Linked DNA regions of Anas platyrhynchos: region 2 is linked to region 1. A link is a contact called in public Hi-C data. All regions are on one chromosome and are shown on one strand. Each heading gives the region's core, a stretch centred on a gene start, on an enhancer-like site or on the middle of the called end of the contact. The rest is flanking DNA. Distances are from core to core; before and after follow the strand shown. Region 1 overlaps GADL1 (glutamate decarboxylase like 1). Region 2 overlaps LOC106016617 (a long non-coding RNA gene).

What was found. A called contact is a pair of places that touch in the nucleus more often than the background predicts.
Region 2: a contact with region 1 is called in a Hi-C map of subcutaneous adipose tissue, with 1.8 times the contacts expected there. The contact joins two enhancer-like sites. A contact is called at or near these places in 2 of 8 Hi-C or Micro-C datasets (skeletal muscle and subcutaneous adipose tissue).

Annotation. Positions count from the first base shown.
Region 1 is chr2:117,002,068-117,005,844 of IASCAAS_PekinDuck_T2T, reverse strand. All of the region lies in intron 14 of GADL1 (glutamate decarboxylase like 1), which reads right to left. Among named protein-coding and RNA genes, the nearest start is that of GADL1, 67 kb to the right of the region's middle. Within about 2 kb of position 2,169, at least 3 of the 8 cell types and tissues checked have an H3K27ac peak or open chromatin away from gene starts, as enhancers often do. A contact at or near this core is called in subcutaneous adipose tissue, where this site is marked.
Region 2 is chr2:117,173,884-117,177,660 of IASCAAS_PekinDuck_T2T, reverse strand. The region is part of intron 1 of LOC106016617 (a long non-coding RNA gene); the gene reads left to right. Among named protein-coding and RNA genes, the nearest start is that of TGFBR2, 83 kb to the right of the region's middle. Within about 2 kb of position 1,635, at least 2 of the 8 cell types and tissues checked have an H3K27ac peak or open chromatin away from gene starts, as enhancers often do. A contact at or near this core is called in subcutaneous adipose tissue, where this site is marked.

The DNA.
Region 1 (3,777 bases), core at 920-3,419:
GCAACTGGTGTGAACTTCATGGATCATGAAGATTTAGCATGGACACGATGGACTACACAAAATCAAACCCTGGTCATTCCATTCTTATATTAAACACATGAGTAATATAGACCCCTAGCTCCTAATTTCAGGTCCTTATAATATTAATCCTGGGTGGTATTTTTCCATCAGAACCTGCATTGCATACAGAAGGCAGTTACTTAATTTTGTAAGAGCCTCACACATAGGAGGAGCAATAACTTGAGAAGATGTGTCAGGTGCACTGAACTGTACATCATGTGTTACCCAGAGAAATGGCCTCCAGCACTGAAGGTAAAATGTGGAAGGTAGGATTCAACTCCCATCATTTTGGCAGTCTGAAGGTTAGACATCTAGCCTAAACATTTAGGCTTTGCTTTTAAGGAAGGAAATGATGCACCTCTAGAGAGTGATTTATCTCATCGTAGAGCAGGCATCTAAGATATATGGGGTTGATTTAGAAAAGCCTTTCTCCCTGTCTATGGGCCTCAGGGAACACCTCCGCCCAGCTTTTAGGTGACTAAAGCACGGTAAAATTAAATTTATCTTGACAGTTTATCCATAATCAAAGATATCTAAAATCTACCTTCCTGCATAGGCCTAAGATCTGCATTGGTCACAGTGCAGAGGGAGCATATCCAGAGTACAAGCAGGATCATGCAGAGCCATGTGCTCCCCAGTTACTGACACGGTAGATATGTGTTAGGTGATGTGATTAAAGGCTAACCACAGAGAACACAAAGACTCAGCAAGGATCAGAGAAACAATGACAGGCAGAGGAACCCTAGTAACCTGATCAGTGAAAATGGAGCACACCACATGGACTACTCCTCTGACTATCAAAGGAGAGCACTTGCCCGTGGTGTGAAACCCACAAAGAGCAATGAATGAAAAACTCTCACAGAAATGCAAGAAGAGGGGTACAGTACATCTTACAGGATGCAGAAGGAAGAAAAGTCTGGGACTGAAAAAAAATGTATTCTGTGATGCTTAGGTGAAAGGACCAAAGGTGTGGACGGGGAAGGGTCAAGGTGAATTGGGGAGAAACAACTAGGAGAAATCAGAAGAAAAACATAGACAGTGCCATCAGATACAAAAACTGTTGGTCAGTACACCCGCATGGATGAACCCTGTTCTTGATCACCACAGTCTATCCTATATTCCCATTAAATATTATTTCTATCTTCTGTTGGAAGCGTAAACACTAATGAACTTCAAGATGGACAAAACTAGTGAAATAAGAGGTCTGAGTACCTGCGACCTGCAGGGTTTGCAGATCCAGGTACCAGCAACTGGATAGACTCAAGACCTAAGACCAGTGACCAGAGAGACCATAATATGCATGTATTTATCCCACTAGATTTGAGTCCTGATCAGCTAAAGAGAATTGGGTGGTTCATACTGTTCTTGTTTGTATGATTGCTATAAATGTTTTGATGCCAGTAAAGACGCTGCTCTTTGTGTGGCCAGCTGTGTATTTTGTGTGTGTGTGTGTATGTACCCCAAAAGTCAGGACTGTGAGGTCCTGCTTTCACAGTCTGTATTCATATTGAAATGAGTACGTGAGTACGTGTACTCTAAGGACCCAGGGACAGAGAACCACAGTGGCCTCATACCTATCAGGCTAGAAAAGGAGATATCCCCCTGGGTTCCCAGGGCACCTGGATTCAGCCATTTTCTGACACTGCACTGCATTGCTACTGCTCTGAAGTCTTTTCTGTCATTGGCAATTGACGGGTGACAATTTTCACTGAAACTGCAGGGACATGTGCTTTGAATCATTTCCTATAAAAAAAGAACTCATTTGCATTTGATCCCAGAAGTGTCCCGTTGGTCCCACACATGCATACTGATCATTAGAAAACTCTGCCTTTTAAATGTATGTGGGGATCTTCATCTGCCACAAATGAAATGAAGAACTTCAGACTAGGATAAAATTCGCATAGGCTTTTACCTCATTATCATATTGTATTGTAAGGTCACTGAGCTCAGAAACTTAAAATGTACAGAATGAGACAAAATGAGATTTGCAGTTCTGATTCTGTTTGAGGGAGAACCATCTTTAACCAAGAACAGTTGTGAGAATACGTGCTAATACCATACTAAGGGTGTGCCTCGACTCTCTTGACGTTACTTCCCTTCATACATTCAGAGCCAGTTTTTGTAAGTTGAGTGCATGCAAATCCCTTTGGTGCACAGCTGCCAAGCTGGCTGTGTGTACATGCAACGATCCAGTTTTCATCTATACACAGGCTATATGCTTGCATATATTACATGCATACAAGTACATCCATGCAGCCATGGAGGACCAAGCTAGAACAAAAGTCAGACTAACAGAGGACTCCTCGAAAAAAAAAAGAAAAGAAAAGAAAAAAACACAAACACAAAAACACAAGGCAAAGAAAAAACTCCATCTAGTTCACAGCATAACCTCCATTTCTCCAACATGCTGCAGAGCAATTGACATGGTCCTCTGCATCTAGCATGGCTGCAGGCTAGTGCCCTCCTACAAGCTTCAAACTGTTGTTATTTTACTTCCCTCAGATGATTCTCATTATAATCAGGCTGAGTGCTGAGTTAAAAAGTAAGTGTATGAATCATATCATCAACTCAGTTGTCTGGAATCTGGCTTTGCCATGCGTTTCCTCATTGCTACACACATCACCAGTGTAAAACATGTTGTAGCTGCATCAAATTTCCTTTTGCTCTTTTTTAACCCTACAATCGCCTGTGAATAGATACTTATTTATTGCTCTCCAGCTTCCTATCGGCTGATCATCTGTGTCTTCACTGCCTTGTAGCAGTCACAAAGAGTTGCAAATATTAAACTTGAGGTTATTGACCACGGGAGACCTCTTTATCCAGCTCCTGGGACAAGACCTCAGGACTGAGCGTGTGTGTCCTGCTCAGTAAGAGAAACAGAGGATTCTCAATGCCTAATTTAAGCCATACACTGTGCATCAATAGTTCACCTTCCCACAGCACTGTATCTTTTGCCATAGCCACCCCCCATGGGACTGTCTCCCAGCTGGAGCAAGAGGGCTGGTTCAACCAGCTTTAATCCCACCAGAGGAAGGATGCATGCATGACAGTAACTAGCCCTGAGTCATGCTTTTGCTGCTTCACTTAAAGAGATAAGCACAAGACAAAAATAAACCCTCCCAGCTATTAAGACTTATTTTAATCTGACACCCTCCTTCTTTCAACTGTGTGTCTACTGTACAGATCACACAAGTCCAGTGCATTGCACATTCTCCTACTACCTAAACACTGCACCTTTGATATTTTCTAAAAACCATCACTCTAAGCACTATTGAAGTAGCCTTTCCCATGTTTCTAATCTGTCTAAATCCATCTACCAGACTCCAATACCTGAAAATTACTCTTTTTTTTTTTTTTTTTTTTTTTTTTTTTTTTTTTTTTTTGTAAAATGAGCATTTTTGGACTGATTTTCTTCAGAGGACTTCATTTTTCCAGTTACATAATGCAAAATACATCTTGCATTTTTTCCCTTTGAAGCCAACACTATTCCCAAGGTACAGGACTAGTGCAGTTTTTATAATTTTGGAGTGGGATGTACAGAGATGGATTCTCTTTAGTTTGTTTTTAACCTTATAAAAATCTGTAAGCACATTTTCAGAGCAGTGCTCCCCCTTCCCTGTTACTACCTTGTACTAAGCACCGGTACTCAATTTTTACATTCAGCAACTGGGTTTGGGTCTGTAGCAACTATTCTGAAAACTGGCATATTTGACTTTC
Region 2 (3,777 bases), core at 386-2,885, 170 kb before region 1:
CCTTCCCTTCCCTTCCCTTCCCTTCCCTTCCCTTCCCTTCCCTTCCCTTCCCTTCCCTTCCCTTCCCTTCCCTTCCCTTCCCTTCCCTTCCCTTCCCTTCCCTTCCCTTCCCTTCCCTTCCCTTCCCTTCCCTTCCCTTCCCTTCCCTTCCCTTCCCTTCCCTTCCCAAGACTGTTGTGAGCTATGCTCTTCGGTGCGCTTTTAATATGAAGTCAGGATAAAAGCTACAGCTTCTGACTACCTGTTTAAACTCTCAAGATCTTACTGCACCATTTTACTGAGTACTTTGATTTCTGCCAGCCTCTCTGTGAGCCCCCAGTATCATGCAGGGATTACAAAATTTGCAGATGGTCACTCTTTTTATCTATGAGGTGTCAGGTGGGAGCAGACAAGCTATGCCAGACCCTTGTGCCTGCTCTGCTTCAGCCTGCTCTGGGCTTTGCAGCTGGATTTGCTGTGAGCCCTGGTTGATATGCTCTGTGGTCAAAAAAGGCTGCCAGTATGTGATAGGAGCCTGCAAAGCACTAAAGAAGTTGGTCCAGCAGCTTCAGAAAAGATCGAGATAAAATAACAGACTGGTTTAAAGGGTTTTTAGCATACTGTTTTATTGCATCTTGACTGTAGTTTGCTTTCCTTGCATGAGGCTTTCAGACCCTGCCTAGTATATGCTGATTTTAACACTAGAAATTCTGTAATTATCTACAATTTATTTGATATGTGGCAGAAGGTAGAAGAAAACCTTTTTTTTTTTCTATTTTTTTTCTTTGTTTGCCATTGAAATTTGGATGTTACAGAGGTGCAGAGGTGTCTCTGAATAAAATCCTAGACTTATGTTCCTTTGTATACAATAGATGTTCAACTTGTAGTGAATCTGATAGCAGAACGTGCATTTATAATGAGGTCTGTATCAGTGTTCTTGGTTTAAGCAAAGAGACATCTCTCTTCCCCTTACCTAAGACCACACTTCTTTTAAGAAATACCTTCGTGCTTTCTGTATTAGTATGCCTTTCAGCCTGCTCTCTTCACTTTGGTAATGAATATGTAAGTGAAAACAGCAAATATATCTGCCATCAAATTGCATACACGCAAGGGGGAGTAGTCTCAAAGTGACTTTTGAACTTTTAAACCTGAAGTGTTTGCACCAGATGCTTTTTCTTATTCTAATCCAGCATGAAATGTGTCCGAAGCTGAATGTACTTGTGCTAAGGCAAAATGAACTATTTTCATCTTACGTGCTTCTCGGATGAATCATGAGCCTTGTGCCATGTAGTGCGGAGTCCTTGCACGTACTTGCACGCATGCACACACGTTGGTTTCCTGTAAAGAAATACTGATTTCTGCATCAAGTTACAGCATGCCAGAGATCTGAGAGCTGGATAACCATATCGCAGCAGCTGACATGAAGGGGTGCATAAAGGATAAGGGTACGAACACTGTCATCTTATTGCTGGAAACTCAAAAACAGCATGAGGCCAAATGGGCATACATATTTTTTTATTTTTTTTTTGCCTCTGCAAGTTTTGATGTTCCTAAAATCTTTCTGCCTGTCTTACGTGGTACAGAGCTCATGCTTGATCAGCCAGACACCAAGGGAATTCATATGTTTTAGACACATGTCCTTTTCCAGCTTGAGGTTAAGCTACGTGTGTTAGCATGTAGCAACTGTTATGGAGAAAATGATTCATGAAGCCATCTCCTGAGAGCATGGGAGGGAGGGACTGGTGGGAAATTTTTATGTGAGCAAAAGGAAAGATGTTGCTAAATGTTCATGAGGTGAGCGGTGGAAAGCAGAAACGTCTGCAGAGGGCTCTGCCTTGTTCAAACATAAACAGCTGCATAGTGAAATAGCATTTTTTTTAAAAACCTGATAAAGCAAAAGTCTCACCTTCTGTTAGCAGCTCCCTGTGGTAATGCCAACAATCCTTTATGAGCCCTGTAGGAACAGCTTCTTTAGTTACAGCTATCAGAAAGGGGCTCTTCTCTGCCTCCTCCTCCTTCTGGCAGAGTTCCCAGACTGGACCCATTTGGCTGACAACTTGCTCACCTGCATCAGTCGATGGCACACAAAGGCATCCCAGAGCACTTGGCTCCAATCTTCCTCAAGGTGAGAAAAGCTCAGTGACAGACACGCTCAGCATGCAAAGTCTCTCAGCACCAGGAGCTGTGGGTGTGAGGTTCCCCGTCACGCTAAGTGGAGTCACACGCCAGTTCCTGACAGCCTGCAATGAAGATGCAGTCCAGCTGCCAGCCAAACCATCAAGCGCCTACCTCGGCACTTTCTGTTCCTATGAGTTGAGTCCTAAGCAAATGAATATTTTTCCTAGACTTAATATAATAAATAAATCATGCTAACAAGTGACGTGCATGGGAGGAAACAGGGTGAAGCAGAACTGTTAGTATATTTGTACAAAGCAAGGATAGCTGATTTAATCCATTTAAGTTCCTTTCTTGTTTAGAAAGATCTTGTTTGTTTCAGATCAACCTGACAGTATAAATATAAATCTGCTCACTGATGCTATAATCTGAGTCTTTAATGAAGCCCTTTGAAGCAGAACTTACACACTGAGAGCTCTTGGTTATATATCCGTTACCTCTTACAGCTTAATATAAACTCATAGCTTATACAGCAATAAGGAAGTTTCAAAATATGAAATTTACATCCTTGGGTAATCCACTGAAAACACTTATTTACAGTGGTAGCAACACAGAAGGGGATTACTAATAGCTTTCATTTCCCAACCGCTGCTGCAGGCAGCAAAACAATGGAATTAAGTTTGGCTTTATGTGCAGTCTAATCAGTTGATTCCAGGATTACTGACTCTCTCTGGCTTCTGTGGCTATGAATACATAAAGCTGGTCAGTCCTGCGGTGTTGCGTTTGTACTCCTGCCATTGAATTAGCTCAAGGCATGCTTGATGAGGTGGGAAGAAAACAACTGGAAGGGAAGAAATAGGGAGCCAAGGGAAGGACGTTGGACAGTCGGGGCTGTTTGGGATTAGTACAACTGTATTGGAGTCAATAAGACTCTCTGGGTGATGAATCAATACAAAATTTGGCTATAATATTTAAATCCAACAAAAATGCTCTCTAGTTCTGTGGAGACTGACCAGGGTCACTTACTGCTTAATTTTCCTCATTGTAATTGTTCTATTCCAATACTTTTGATGGCTTCTTTGGGGGAACTTTTGGTATGGTTAGCAGAGCCAGTCTGCTTTGTACAGGTTTCATATATGTGGGCAAAAGCAGTCGCTTGTTTAATTGTAACTGTATAATTTGCTTGGTGTACACAAGGTTCAGTGAAGGCTTGGCAAACCCAGTCTTGGCCTTCACTGAATCAGGCAAAGAACTTACCAAAAGAGGTGGTATAGGCACTTAGCTTGTGTCCTTAGGCAGTTACTGTGCAGACCTGAAACCCTGCTGTGCTCTCAGCATTGCAGAGGAGATGTATGCATACAGCCTCATGCTTCATAGTGATTTTGAAGGGAGGGGTGTCAGACAAAACTGCAATTGGTTGTATTTTAAGTTTCTCGGTCACCTGGCTGCAGCTGCCAACCCCCAGTCTTGTTCTCATGTTGGTGGGCTTGTATCAGCTCTCTTTGTAGCATCCTTCTGATGAGAACAGCAGTGCTTCTCACAGAAGTATTGAAGTCCTCCTGCCTGAGTCAGCGATGGGAAACGTTAAGGGATTCAGTTTCCTTTTTTTTCCTCTGTGCTCATTTAAGCACTTGGGATTATGTGGAAGGCATTGACCTAATCATCAGAGACCCAGTCTTCAAA